2 separate regions of the Rattus norvegicus genome follow, and region 1 is linked to region 2. The links are chromatin contacts, called in public Hi-C maps. All regions are on one chromosome and are shown on one strand. Each heading gives the region's core, a stretch centred on a gene start, on an enhancer-like site or on the middle of the called end of the contact. The rest is flanking DNA. Distances are from core to core; before and after follow the strand shown.

Region 1 (7,267 bases), core at 855-3,354, 1.1 Mb before region 2:
GAGAGTTGCACACATGGTCACGAGGTACATGAAAGTGAAATCAAGTAAGGCAAGGACATGGAGTAAGAGAAGGGTCTGTTTGAAGACACGGACCACCTCTGAGGTGGCACCTTAGTCGGAGAGATCTGACTGAAGCAAAAGGCAGGGTCATAGAGAGCATTGGTGAGGTCTAGGAAGATCTCCCAGTCTATGAAAATGGCTAGCACATGTGCCAAAACACACACTTGCCGTGTGGCAAGTGACCTATGTGGCTGGGTGAGCGAACAATGCTGAGAAGGGAAGGTGTGTGGTTACGGATGTCCTTGTAGCTAGCTTCTAATTTTCCCATGTACGTTTATCTCCCTGGTTAGCTTCAAATTCTTTATCAGGTCATCCCTCTGCTTCCTTTATTTATCCCCACAGTGTCTGTTCTTGGCACCTCGCTGGGCATAGAGCAGATTCTGAATAAAGTCATGATGGATGAAGATGTTAGAGTGGCCCTGCAGAAGAAGCACTTTCAGGACCAGCAAGTACATAATAGGAAAGCCAGGATTTATTTGTCTTGATTTGCTTTCTATCGCTGTGATATATATTAAAACCAAAAGCAACTTGAGGAAGAAATAGTCTATTTTAGCTTACACTTCCAGGGCCATCATCCGTGGAACCCAGAGTAGGAGCTTGGGGCAGGAACGTGGAGGCAGGAACTGAAGCAGAGACCACAGGGAAACCTGCTTACTGGCTTGCTCTCTGTGGCTTGCTCCACTTGCTTTCTTTTAGCTGTCTAGGGGTGTCACTGCCTGCAGTGAGCTGGACCTCCGCAGCCATCTTTAATAAAGAAAATGTCCACATAGACGCCCGTGTGGCAAATAGATGGCGATAATTCCTTGACTGAGGTTCCCTCTTCCCAGATGGTTCCAGTTTCTGTTATGTTGGCAAAAACCAACCAGCATCATATCATTGCTCTTGGGACTAAGAGAGAGTTCTTCTGAGGAGGGAATGCCCTCACTTGATCATGGTGGCATCCGGTATCACCTAGTCAGGGTTGGTACAGTGATTATTCAGGGCTAAGTGTCCATTGTGACACTCCAGGGTTACCAGTTAGGCCACAAGGTACGTCCCATGTCCCCAGGATACGTAGGCCCCTTAGAAACTAGTGGATCTCTAAGGAGAGTATTAGGAAGGTGCTCTTCCTATAAAGTGTTCCGGAGGACCCTGGCTTTCCACGGGCAAGCATGTTGGTACTCCACTGTGGGCTTCTGACATGACACGGAGACAGAGAAAACTCACCAGGCATCTAGTCACTTCGTCCCTCAGAGGATTTCCACACGTCGCTCCAGGAGCTCTGATACTTTCTTATATAAACAAAATCAGGGAGAGGGGCTAAGCAAAGTCAACCAAGCTTTTGAAATGGTTTTCTTCTGCCCTAGGGCTTTACAGAGCTTTAAGCATCCTAAAAGGATAGTATCCCTTTATAAAGTGCTTATAAACTGCTTAGTGAATTGTTGTCCTTGATGACTTAGCAAAATGTACTCGATGCACATCTCTGTCAGCTTCACGACTGTATACTGCCTAATTAGCTGCAACCGAATTTTTTTAGTCTATAAGCAAGATAATAACCTAGGTTTACCATCTGGGAAGCTTTCCCTACTCCCAAACGTTTCTCCTGTTTCCTTTCCCCCTTCTCCTCTCCTCTACCTCTCCTTATCACCTTCCTCCTCTCCTTCCCCACTCTCTACTCCCTCCCCACTTCTTCTTTTCTGTACTATAGGAGAATATCTTGAGTAAAACAAACTCAGAAAGCAAATAGAAACTTAGTAGTGATCATTTTTAACTGGCCATAGAGCTCATGAAAGAAAAACAATGAAAAAAATGACATCTTAAAAACTTAACACATAATTATTGGCTTAGCTCACGCACCGTGTGAGTACCAAAAGAAGATATATTATATGTATCTATGGATGTGTCTCTGAATGAATGTGTTCATTAGGCCTTGAGCACAGTGCCGCTGTGCTTTGCTGCAGTACGCTAGGGGGAGCCTTTCAACAGGATTCTGTGTTCCCATCCCCTGGAGTGCAGCCTTAGAGAGCTGCAGTAGAAACAGCACAGGAAGCAGATGACAGTTCAGGATCTTAATAGCGCATGGTTAACTCAGGAAAGAAGCTAGACCACACCACCAGCCCGCACCCAGTACACACACTTTCCTTGCAAGCAACAGAGTAGGCAGGTGGGAACGACTCCCTCTGCAGTGCTGTCTGTGCTCAACCCCAAACAGACTACCAAGTTATGAGAGGAGGCAAGAAAATCACAGCAGGCGGTAGGTAGGCTCGGTGCCACCTTTCAAAGAAGCCAGAGCCACCTGCGCACAGTCAGATTCCAGGAAAAGCCAGAGTGCCCTGAAGCCTGCTCCTGGAGAACAGTGTGTTTGCGCTGCATGATCCTGGTGGGAAGGAGCTGCCCCTGGATGCCAACTGAAGGAGGAGAGAGCTAGGCTGACAGAAGGCTTGCATAATACCTTAACCTCCTATGCTTCCCAAGGCTCAGAAGTCATCTGGCTAATTCTGCAGTGAGTGGATGAATTGATTTTAGTCCAGCAGCTAAAAAAAAAAAAATTCCTGAGTGATCCTGGAAGTCACTTTCTTATAGCCAACAGCATAGAGGCCAACAGCATAGAGAATGACTCGGGTTTAAAAGCAAGAATTTATCAACTTACACTGCTTTGTGAATTGGCACAGTTAGCCAGGAGGTTTTGGTGTTTTGCTGATGAGTGTCTAGAACTAGGCTTCTCTTGGGGACTTTTCCATTTGTAATGTCCAGAGCTTGGGCTGGGAAGAAGAACACATCTGGGGTTGGTACATTGAAGGTCTCTAGCACCTCTCCTTACCACAGGGAGTGTCTCTCTTTGTGGACTTTCTAGCATGGTGACCAACGGGATCCAAAAGTGCTTGTCTCAGGTGGAATTGTCAATTTCATTTGTGATTAGCTGCTCTTTGATTAGGAGGCTGGTCTCCATGCTTCTTCCAGCATGCATTTCTGGGGGCCAGAGAGAAGTGCTGCCAGGAACCCAGGAGACAAGCCAAACAACCTCATAATCAAAGGATACATAGGCTGTTAGAGAGTCCAGTGGATCTAAGTTTCTCCTACGTTAAGTCAAACAGACAACTTGTGATAGATCTGTGGAGGGTGGAGGTATAGCTGAGCCGATGAGGCAGAGGGATTCGCCTGGTGAACACTGCCATGCTGCCCACACAGAAGATGGAGGAAGACTAAGTCGCAACTGGTATTATGCCCTATCTATCGCTTTGAGCCCGAAACTCACAGCTTCCTCATTCACAGTGCACTAGCGAACAGATAATCATCCAGATCGTAAAAATAGTATTTCCCCCTTTACTGTCACAATAAAGCCATCTTGAATGAGGCAGAAATATTGCCAGTCAGTAGCTTTGCTTTTGCCTGACTTTGCCCTTGATCCAAATCAAGCTCTTAGATCTGTCACCCAATCTCAGTGGTGGGCAGGCTATGCTCAGTCAAGAATGGTAGTAAGCTAGTTGCCATTGGGATAGTTACCAGAAACCATTGCATTTGTATAAGACAGGTAAACATGTTGTTCTATACTCTTTTCAATTGTCATACAGTTCATCAAGTCAGGGACATTCTACCCCCGTCCTTCCTTTCTCCTCCCTCTTTCTCCCCACTCTTCTCACAGCCCGCTGCACCCCGCCCTCCTGCTCTCATGCTGGCCTCACCACTTCTCTTTTCTGAGTTGGAGCCCAGTGCTTGCCCAAACTCAATGCTCCCCCAGTACAACAGTGCTGTCCATCAGACACTTAGGATTTGTGGTGGTTGCTGTCTTCAACAATTTGTTGCTGAGCTAAACTTTAGGGCAGGACAAGGCTTTCTTCTTATTTACCCTCAAAATCAAGTGTGCTGCCCATTCCCTAGTGGGACCTGAAGTTACAAATCAATGTTGTTTGTTTGTTTGTTTTTTTAACTATTGAATTTCCCAACCAACAAGGCCTTGAGAATGCTGAGATGATTAATTAATGTGCTGGTTGAACTTGTATCTCTTATGCTCATTGTGAGCATTTGGAGTCTAACCAAAGGAGCTACATTGATGTTTGAAAACAAACTTCTCCCATATAATTTCTTCTTTTTAATGAAATATCTTCAAGTGCATTCTACGTAAGAAAGGACCGGGGGAAAGTGGATATATAAGAATGTGAACTGAATGCTGAAGCCCTAGCATTTCCACACAGACATTATCACTTGAAATGAAAAAAAAAAACCCATAATTTTGGGTGGATTTCTGAAAGAAATCTGAAGACCAGAGGAAACAAGCACTGAGAGCTGAGCAGTCAGAGTTCCCTCTTCCCAGGGCGACTTGCGCCCATCTCGGTTTCCCAGGGCGACTGACCAATCTCCATTCCACTTTATCAAAGCTTTGGAGACTGGATAGGAAGGCAAGATTTGTGACCTTCCTTCTTCCCTTCAGGGTATCACCAAATGACGCCACTAAAGTCATGTGACTGCTGTGGTACATCCGAGGACCAAATGTATTCAGGAAGCACTCACATGAGTCCCTGGAGAAGCCCTGATTTCTTCCCTCATGAAGAGTCACGTGACCTTTCAAAGAACATTCCCAGTCGAGGAGAATTGACCTCTTTAGCAACAATAAATCTGGGCCTTATCCTGAAGCCTGGGGTCCTCCCCAGATACCCCAAGCTTATCTCTGCAGGCATCCTAGCAACCCCTATCCCTCCTCCCCAGCATCCACATCGGCACCACAGGCCTTGGCTTTACCCTCAACTACTTTTTGTTTAAAATCTGTTTCCAGGAAGGCTGGAAGACTGACACGCACCGCTGATGTCTTGTTCTGCCTTCCAACTACCTTTCCAACTTGGTTATATAAATATCTCCCCATTCACATTTATTTTCAGAGCCAGTGGCTTCCTAGCCATGAGGGTGTCACAACACACTGGCGTGCTTCCATGGGCTGTGAGCAGTGGAAAAGTCATTTGTTACTAACAATAGAATGTCAGTCTGCCAGGGGCTTAGTTATAAATATATAAATTAAAGGGGAGTCAAGTTAATCCCTGCCAAATGCCACACTCTGTTGCTCTGTACATAACTTCTGAAAGCCTACGATTGGAATGACGGCCACCTTTCCAAAGAAGCAATTTTGAGTTTTTAAGAGACATCACAGATCACAGTGCCTGCCTTCCATGAATACTGTACCTCAACGGCAATTCTAGTACTATAAGGACGGAGTAGTACAAACCTGTTCGAGTCTTCTCTTGACCTGCTGTGTAACCGCAAATGAGTTACTCAGAGTCCCTGTGTCCTTATGCTACATTACTGGGCATGGCAACATGCACCTTGCAGAATGCCGTGAGAATTACACACGCTCGTGTTTGGCAAGGACTACAAGAATGCCTGCACTGGGAATGGCTGGCCTTTGAGCGTTACCATTTGGAACAGTGAGCTTTTCCCCTCCCCCTGCTGTCTGCTCAGTCTGTTTTGGGTGGGAAGAGCAAACGTGCCTTTACTGTGATGGGTACTGTACTGTAGTTGGAACAAACAGGTGAGAAAGCCTGATTTCAACAGGCAGCTTGTCACGGGGCTGCAGGGTGGTTTCTTTGAGGCACTAGCTGTGTCACCTCTGTTCCGGTTTCCAGTGAACTGCTCCTTGGCTTGTTGGGACCCTTCCTCCTCTCTATCTGCCTGTGCCCTCTGCCTTTGTTGTCCTAGTCAGGGTCCTCTGTTCTTCTTACCTCACTGGCTTCTTTCTCCCAGTGATCTTATCGAGTCAGGGCTTTGAGAGCACACACAGCTGGCAAACATGGCCAGCGGAAGGAATCATCAGCTCCCCTATAGTGTTCAGTGAGGCAAACTGACGTGCAGACTGGACCTCTTGCTCTTGGAATAGTTTCATCATCTCCCCATGTAGCCTCTGCAGACGGACTGGGCTTCACCGAAGTGGGCGAGTCTGCACTGACTGTGACTGGGGTGCGCCCCAGGACTGGTCTTCTTTTACAGTGGATACTTGAGTGAGTCTCTCCATGTATACCGGACTCCCATGGAGAAAATAATATCAAAGGTTCAGCTTTGAAGCAAATACTGAAAGTGCTCTATGGGTAACTTCTTAGAGACCCGGTTGTGTTTATTTCATCAGGGGAGAGAGGAAAAGAGAACAAACTTGGGTCTGTGTGAGTTTCAAGGGAACCACGGATCAGTGTGTGTGTGTGTGTATGTGTGTGTGTGTATGTGTGTGTGTGTGTGTGTGTGTGTGTGTGTGTGTGTCAGCTTGCCCGTAACATTGTTTTAGATTCAGCTGTGAGTAAAGACACAACACTGGACCACTGTGGCATCCAATCAGGAGAATCCAGAGGCTCAACTTGATTTTCTCTGACTTTCACATTTGAAGCAAGTGAGAACTGAAGAAAGTTCGGAGTCAGGGAGGACACTGGCCTATAAGTATCATTAAGTTACTGTGTTCGTCCTCAGACATCCCACCAACACCCCCATATAACCCTCAAGACTGGCTGGAAGCCAGTAGCATGTGCAGTTACAGGACCAAGGATAAAATCTCATGCTTAGTGAGACTGCTTCTTTTGTTGACTGTACTGTCAGAACAAACTGCTCCCCCCCACACACCCGTCTGAATTTTCATCTTAACTCACAGCAGTAGAATTGGGGGTTCTGTTCCTCTCAAGACTGCTCAGAGGTCACACAAAGTATTCCTCCCAAGGTTGCTGGGAACCTACTATGGTTTTCACTGCTCCACAAGCAAGGTCAAGGCCAGTAGCACATGACTCCACTTTGGCTCTTCTGAAGTAGTATTGATTCTTCAATGCACGATGGCCACAGGTCAGGGACAGAAGTCAGTAGGTAGAACGGATGCAGTGAGTTCTCTTCTGAAAAGACCAGTTCTCTTCCCCACTATCCTCCCCTTACCTGTTGTTTGCTACAAAACTTAGTCAGAGCTTCATGGCAGGCAAAGCAAAGTGTTCCCTCCCTGAGTGGTATATACACTGATTGGGTCCATCTGCAGCTGCCCTTCATCTTTAGTTACTTGACAGAAAAACAATGTCCCTTGTCAGGTCATCTGGACACTTGTTTAATAAGCAAAGTAACTAAACCTCTAAGCACCTTGATTTAAAAATATATCTGTAAGATTATTTAAGAATAATGACTGTTTGAAATGAACAGTGAATGCTTTGGGTGGGAGAACTTTCCTCAGTCTGTGGCCTACTCACATATCAGGTTTAGATATGTGTCTCAGAGTTTAACC
Region 2 (7,682 bases), core at 5,161-7,660:
CTTACAGGGTTGAACCCTTGCCTTGTAGTTCTTGGCTACACAAGACCTAAAGATAAGCTGCTTCTGTAGAAATTCTTTCTGTTCTTGTTTTCATTTGGAACTTCTTATACTCCTGTCCTGTCTCCTAGCTGATTTTTTTCCCTTAATTTAATGATTGTGGGAAAATAAAACTTGATGAGATAATACTGATTTAATAAGATATTTTCAGAAAAACACATTCATTATGGTAAGAATAACATAACACATAGCTTTTGTGTTATTAAAGATCTTCCACTGGTGCTAAAATAAACATGGCTGTGCTTCCTAGCAACAGCAAAGCCAAGTGGACCTCCTGCTGCTTTCTCTGGCTCTAAGGGCTATTTGTGGTGAACAGAGGTGAGGGTTTCTGCTCCCAGACAAAGTGCTGAAAGGGCAGAAGGATTAACCTTTGGGATCTCTACTCTGTTTCCAGGAGATCAGGAATCAAGCCACCAGAGACAGCAGCCAAACATGGAGGAGCGCTTGCCCCTCTGCTACCACAGAGGAACTTTGCCTGACTGTATCTCTCAACCTGTAGGTCAACTTTTCTGAGACTAAGGACTAATGGGGCAGAACTTAGCAGCAGCAAAACAACTAGAAAACAGCATTGTGGCCATGGCTGGTCTTGTTATTTGTGTCTGTTCTTAGAAGCTGGTGAAACTGTCTTAGGCTGGTTGATGTTTGGGAACCGCAGAGAAGAGTTCAAAGAGAAGTGATGGGAGGCAGCCCTGGTCAAGCGGGTCAGCTACCAGGAGACTATAAAATGATTCACCTACATTTTAACCCTTGAAATTCTTCCCTCATCGTTGAACATGAGTTTCCAAGAAGCATCTAGGCTTAGTGACAATGGTGATATAGTCTATCAGTATCACATAATGCATTTAAAAAAATCTTATCCAGTTAGTAGCTGTCCCCATTCTCCTCAAAGCTACATGGATACTTAAGCACACTTGGGCTTATCCATCCACTGAACACGAGGGAAATAGCACCATAATATATAAAGAGGCTATCGGGTCCAATGACATGGACAGAGGTATGAGTTGCTTTATCAGGTTAATGAAAGGACAGAAAAGCTTGCAGAACCAAAGCAGGAAGAAATCTCTATTTCTCTTTCTAGATCCTTCTTGGGCCAGCTACCGTTTGGCACCACTATGGCATTTGTCCACTGTGACACAAATACTGGCCAGCATATTATGACTGCCAGGGTTGGCAGGACAGCGCTCCAAGTCTGAGCTGCTCTGTAGTGTGTGAACAGAGCTATAGAGTACAAAGGATGGGAGTCTAGCTGGCTTTTCTTTTACAGATAAAAAACAGATTGAGGCCCAGCCTCACCCCTTCCCTTCTCCACTGTACCCTAGGTTAGACCTTTGGCTAACTCCTAAGTGAAAAGAGAGAGCTCATGATGCCTGCGCTTGTTGAAGGCAGACAGCGAGGCATATAGACTGAAATAGACAGAATTCACCAAAAAGGGGGGAGAGAGAGAGAGAGAGAGAGAGAGAGAGAGAGAGAGAGAGAGAGAAGAATAGAGACTAAACATAAAACTCTAAATTAAATAGTCAGTTATGGCAGAAAGCTGGGCCATTGAGAAGCTGTAGACAAATTCCATAGGGTGTGGCATGGGCAGCCAGAAGGCCTTCCTGTTGCAAGATGCCTGAGCATCTGTGGAACTAGCTTGGTTACAGAACAAGGGCGAGGCAACTCCAGGAAAGGGAGGGGCTGTGGGGTGGGGTTTCCAGATCTTCACACCCTGGATTGGACAATCACATGGTCAATTTCTCAACGTACACAGATGCGCAAACAATACACAAAGGAGTCTCACTGGACAACCCTGTGGTCTAAAGGGACAGCCTGGCTGTGACATTTCTTTATTCTAGGATCCAGTCCTCCTCCAGAGATCAGATCTGCCTCCTGGAATGGCACAGAATGAACCCCTGTGTGCCAGGCTGCAATGACCCTTCCATTGCTTCCAAGGAAACAAGTTTATGAGGTTATCTTCCTGCCCTCAGAGGCCTTCCTTCCCTGAAAACTGCCCTATTCCTGCTTTTGGAATAGTGAGAGTGTAGCAGCTAAGTTAACAAAAGCCCTACCAAACCATCTCGATAGTGAGTTATTTACAGCGAATGCCTGCTGTAATTGCCAGACTCTTTTACACATTAGACTATGCTGCTCACAGGGAACTTTTAAAAAAGAAAACTACTTAGGACTACAGATACTGGGAAATCCTGGTCTACTTTTAGGTTTGTGATACAAGGTCTCACTGTGTAGCCCACATTGCTACACAGCTCTCAATCCTCTGCCTCTGTCTGTTGTGTGCTGGGAATACAGAGCGTGCACTACTGCACCTCACACAAATTGATTTTTGAATCATTATAACATTGCCTGAGAGATAAATGGCTTTGCCTGAATAGCAGAAGTTAGTAAAGCATGAGAAACCCAGCACTGGCCATCATCCCCTGGTCTGCTTTGGAAGCTGATACTTTTGTGGACTCACATAGGCCTCTATGACTACAGAGACTTCTTTTAAAGGTGACACAGCTTACTGTTGCTTTAACTTTTATAATGAATCGGTGCGATCATATGAAATAGTGGGCTTCTTTATTAAACTTTCATACATGTATGTCTTTGCACTTTGCTCATGTGCATGTGCTTACACAGCCATTAGCTGGCCTCATTCTTCATCCCCATTCTGTACATGGAACACAGGGTGTCTGTTTCCCCTCCCGTTACCTTTTCGTGTCCCCTCTTCCCTGTGGAGAGTTTCCTTGCCCTATATAGCGCCTTCTATTTTTAGCCAAGGATATGAATTTTAAAAAAAAGTCCTACATGTGTCTGTCCATCAGAGTTGTGATTTTTAACAACCATCATGCTTATTCTGGAACCTGAAAGGTGCCCCTTCCTCATAAGGTCACATATCAGACTCATGTCCTATCAAGACACTGGTCCCCGAAGTTAAGGCTGGCACGTTTAATTTTTATCCCATTCTTAGGCTATGATGTCAAAGATGCCCTGACTAGAGACTCTAATCCAACATTATTGAGACAAGGAATGCTGGAAATTTCAGATTTTTTCAGTTAATTCTGAAATGTGTGTGTGTGTGTGTGTGTGTGTGTGTGTGTGTGTGTAAATAATAAGGCATTATTTCTGGACACCAAAGCCAAGTCTAAAACACAAATTAATTCCACTTTACATAGACCTTGTGTACACAGCTACAGTTACGTCCCCCTTAATGCTCTTGTGGTTAAATTGAAACCCATCGCATGCAGTGAGGTGCAGAATTTGTGCAATATTCCTCTGGAGGCATCACATCGGTGCTCAGAAGGTTCAGAGTTGGAGGCATGCTCACCCTGTAAAAACTGTCATATAGTTAGGCATAAGTCATTAGCTCTGGATGGCAAATGGTTGCTACAGGTGGGAGCCTCATCTTTTTGAATGGTGTAGCCGCTGGGGACTAGTTGGGAGGGATAAAGGGTTTAGGAAGAAAGGAAGAGATTACCAGCGGGTAAAAGGGTTTGGATGTAATTAGAATGTTTGGCAACTGCCAAACAAGTATTTTAAAAGAAAGAAATACATCTTGGAAAGTGAGCTGTCCTTACTCAACTATGAAGTATGGCTGTGCCAGGAAGAAGCTGACAGTGACTGTAGGCATTTGCTGTGCTGTCTCTCCCCCAGAGTTAACGCACCATGTCTCTTTGAGCTGCTCTTGGCAGGGCCTGGCATAGCTTGCTAAAGGAGGGTCTCGCTCATCAGCCAGGGACAGGAAAACCTGGTCACTACCCCCCTCTAGTGGTCACAAGTTAAGCATGCCTGGTAGCAGTAAATTTTTATTCCAACATTTGCTTCTAAATCAGAAGTCTCACTTTCTTGGAGGGTATATGATAAAGGACCACATAAAAATGGCTGTCTGGAAGAAAATCAATCACTTTTCTCTTAAATTCATGTTCAATCCATCACTGTCATGCTCACCGTAGAACAATTGTAGGACCAGTCGACGAACGCCCTGTAATCTAAGGGTCTGCCCTTGGAGCCTGCCAAGAAACCTGGGAGCTTGGAATCTCAGAGTCTCACTCCTCCAGAGGACAGAGTTAGTGCTGTACGAGTGGGAGACGCTTAGACTCTATCATTTAAGCAAATTTCGTTTTGCCAAGGCATTGAGCTTTATGTATTTTGGCTTGACAACCAAACAACAAAAAAATCCTTAACTCCAACCTGCCTAGCCCGAGAAAAACATCCTCCATCATAGAAGGAAGGAAAGACAGAGTGGGCGGGCACACTACTCCCATGTGCTTAGCACAACACTCTGGCCACTGTGTGGGAAGCTTTCTCTACCTAGGTCTCAGCTCTGCCCTCTAGTGTAGTTCAGTTCTGGCCCCGTCTATTAAGGTGGCTATCACGATGTATCCAGATGGACAGCCAAAGAGAATTGATCCACAGCCCCAAATGTGTGTGGGGATAGGTGGGTAGGAGCAGTCCTGCCCAGCAGGACCACCTTCCGGGGAGGGCTGCACAGCTTTCCTGCTCTCCCACTGGCCCACCTTCTCATACCCAGCAGTCTAGAAGCACTCACGTCCTAAACTGCTTGAGATTTTACAGAGACTTCATTTCATTGGTGCAAATCATTGCATTCTTGCTATAGATACTCAACTCATAGTCTCATCTCCCCACAGATTTTTCTGACACAACAGGGAAAGTGAAAGGGCCAGGAGACAGGTAAGAGTTCTGGGTTCAAAATGTAAGGGAATGCTTTCTCTTAGACTCCAGAAGGTGCTAGGCAAGTGTTTGAGAACAAGTGCCTTCTTGTTCTAGGGGATGAGGAGAGACCAGCAGCTCCTGTAGTTCTTCCTATAGCTCTTGGAAGAGCAGCACATGTGGACACAAGTTTCTAAGTTGTATGTATGTGTATTCGTGGGAATAGAAGTGGAGTAACATAACATGAATCTAGAAAGGGGACCATGAGAAAGGGATAAGAGGCTTGGGTGATATAATGATATATCACGTGATATGAACATGGAAAGGAAATCCTGAAAATGGAGGGATACAGGCAGGGAGATGGGGGAGGGGGCAGGATCGACCAATGCAAGTATATATGAAGATTCCATAAGGAGGGGCTCAGTCAGTAAAGGTTTTTCCTTACAAACACAGGGGCCTGAGTCCATCCCCCAGAACTCACATAAGACTATCAGCATGGTAGAGAGCTCTTATAATCTCAGTGCTGGAGAAGCAGGAGGATCCCTGGGGCTTGCTTGCTGGCCAGTTAGTCTAAATTAATTAGTGGGCTCCATGCCAATGACAGGTGGCTGACATTCCTGAAAATGGGAAGTAAAGTTGTTCTCTGTTCACAATGTACCACACCTGGTACATAAGCAAGCACCTGCACATGCATGAACAGGCACACACACTCACATGCACACATACACATGTGCACATAAAATTTTAATGTCATAGGAAAACATGTTATTTTATATGTTGTTGAAACATAAATAAATAAATATTAAAAAATGAAAATGCTACCTTTGTGAGAAGTGGGGTAAAAGACACACTGGTTTCTCTCTGTTCTTTTTTTTTTTTTTTCATACAACTAAATGTGGGTCTGCAATTGTTTCAAATAAAACAGGAGAAAGAAGAAAGGAAACTGGAGTGGGGCACAAAGAAACAAAGGGAAGATAAATGTCTTGTTTAATGTGACATAATTAGAAGCACAATCTGTTACCACAATAAAGAAGAAAGTAAAGACATTTATGTGCCTGATGCTTGACCAACTCCATTTCTGGGTCTGCACTTAGCATAAATACACATGAAGTTCAGTAACTTATAAGGTTTGCTGATGAGGCTGTAGGTCAGGATGGTAACCACCTTTGGAGTGAGGAATAGACAGGTACATGGATGGAGAGAGGGGGGAGGGAAGAAGGGAGGGAGGGAGGGAGAGAGAGAGAGAGAGAGAGAGAGAGAGAGAGAGAGAGAGAGAGAGAGAGAGAGAATATAGACCAACTTACCCAGTTGTGTGCTCTTGGGCACAATATCTTCCCTCTCATGAAATCACTTACTTTGAGTCACACAGACAAGTATATAACAAGACATATGGTCTATGCTGCTAATTTCTAATGAAAAGAGGAAAAAAAAGAGCTATAGCTGTTGCTAGAGAGGGACAAGGCAAGGCAGAAACCACTTGCCATTACCCCTGCTTGAGTCAAGGGCAGGCAAGATGGGGCACGGTGCTGTCTTTTTTATGGTTCCAGGGTGCTGTTCCTCTGCCCCACTCTCAGGGGCTTCATGAGGTTGGCCTCTCGTATCACAGCACAACTCTCACCATTCTGGCAACAGTGTGGGTGTGCCCAAGGGCTCCGGGAGTGAGGGAGAGGAAAGACACAGAAGGCATGCAGTATCCCTGGCCACACACTAGCCACACGCAGTAGCCGCCACCCACCTCTGCTTCAAAGGGCTGGTCCTCCCATAGGCCTTTCTCACATTAAGCAGTGGCTGTCTGCCAAGCCCCACAACCCGCAGAGGCACAAATCCTCCACCATGTGCCTTAATAATAGGGCGGCGGCGGCAGCAGTGGCGGCTGTTCCCAGAGGATGTGGTGCTGGGATGAGCTTTTTCAGATGCTGGGAGCCTTTCATCAAGACTTCTGTGTCTTTTGGCTCCAAAATAAACCAGTATTCACATCCATTCACTGCATAAGGAAAGGTCTTTCACACCATGCGCTTTGGACAGCCATGGATGCTCCACGATAATCAGTCGGCTGGACCCAAAGAGAGCTGCTCATCCCAGAACCTATCCCCACCCAACCCACAGTGCTGAAGCAGACATTTTCAACTCAAAGTAAAGGAAATCATCCACTAGAGGTTCCAACGGCAAATTAGACATTATAACCCACTAGCCTCAGGGCCAGCCTCTTAGATAGGACCCAAAAGGTAGAAAGAAAAACTCGCTTCCAGAAGCAACTAGGAGAGGTCTGAAAGTCCTCAACTCTTGTCCAAAACTATATTGCTGTTGTCCACATCCCTAATAAGTGGCAAAATGTGTATTCAAAGCCTGTCCAGCACTTCATCCTCTGTGTTCTATAGCCCATCCTATTCCTAGATTATTCTTCTGCTGCCTCTGGTTAAAACCTGTCCCCTCTTCAACAGCAGCCCAATAGATTTCTCAGAGAAGGCTTCTGGAATACCCTTACCACATGAGGTGACCCCAAGACTTCCTCTGATACTCTGCATGCCTCTTATCACACCTGCAACTGTGTCCTCATGTGATTGGTTCCACTTGAGCTCCAGGTCAGACAAGCCTTGTTCACCAATTCCCCCACTCTGTGCAGTCCCTAGCCCTGAGTACATACTCACGACCTATTCCCTGAGTGCATCATTCACACCCACTCGTAATGAGTGGTAAAGTGGGGACTGAGGAGAAGCACAGGAAAGAGATGTTGGTGGTAAATAGGTGAGGAGACTGGGTAGCTGGCTGAGTAGTGGCGGTGGGGACTGAAGAAGAGGGGAAAAGCCCTAAGAGGTGAAATAAAATCACCATCCTACTAGTGGCTAGTGTCAAATCCCAAGGAAGGAAAGAAGAAAGAAAGGAAGAGAAAAAAACATAAAAAGTCCTGTGCAAGGAAGATGAGAATTTGCTTTTTCAGAGGACAGTGTGACAAGACCAACATAACCATCAGTAGTTAA

The links. Hi-C and Micro-C count contacts between places; a contact is called where the count stands out from the background.
Region 1: a contact with region 2 is called in a Hi-C map of kidney, with 5 times the contacts expected there. The contact joins two enhancer-like sites. A contact is called at or near these places in 4 of 12 Hi-C or Micro-C datasets (frontal cortex, hepatocytes, kidney and 1 more).

What each region holds. Positions count from the first base shown.
Region 1 is chr8:31,305,773-31,313,039 of GRCr8, reverse strand. No RefSeq gene overlaps it. Among named protein-coding and RNA genes, the nearest start is that of Dpy19l1, 12 kb to the right of the region's middle. Within about 2 kb of position 2,104, at least 17 of the 93 cell types and tissues checked have an H3K27ac peak or open chromatin away from gene starts, as enhancers often do.
Region 2 is chr8:30,228,524-30,236,205 of GRCr8, reverse strand. All of the region lies in intron 13 of Bmper (BMP-binding endothelial regulator), which reads right to left. Among named protein-coding and RNA genes, the nearest start is that of Bmper, 220 kb to the right of the region's middle. Within about 2 kb of position 6,410, at least 6 of the 93 cell types and tissues checked have an H3K27ac peak or open chromatin away from gene starts, as enhancers often do.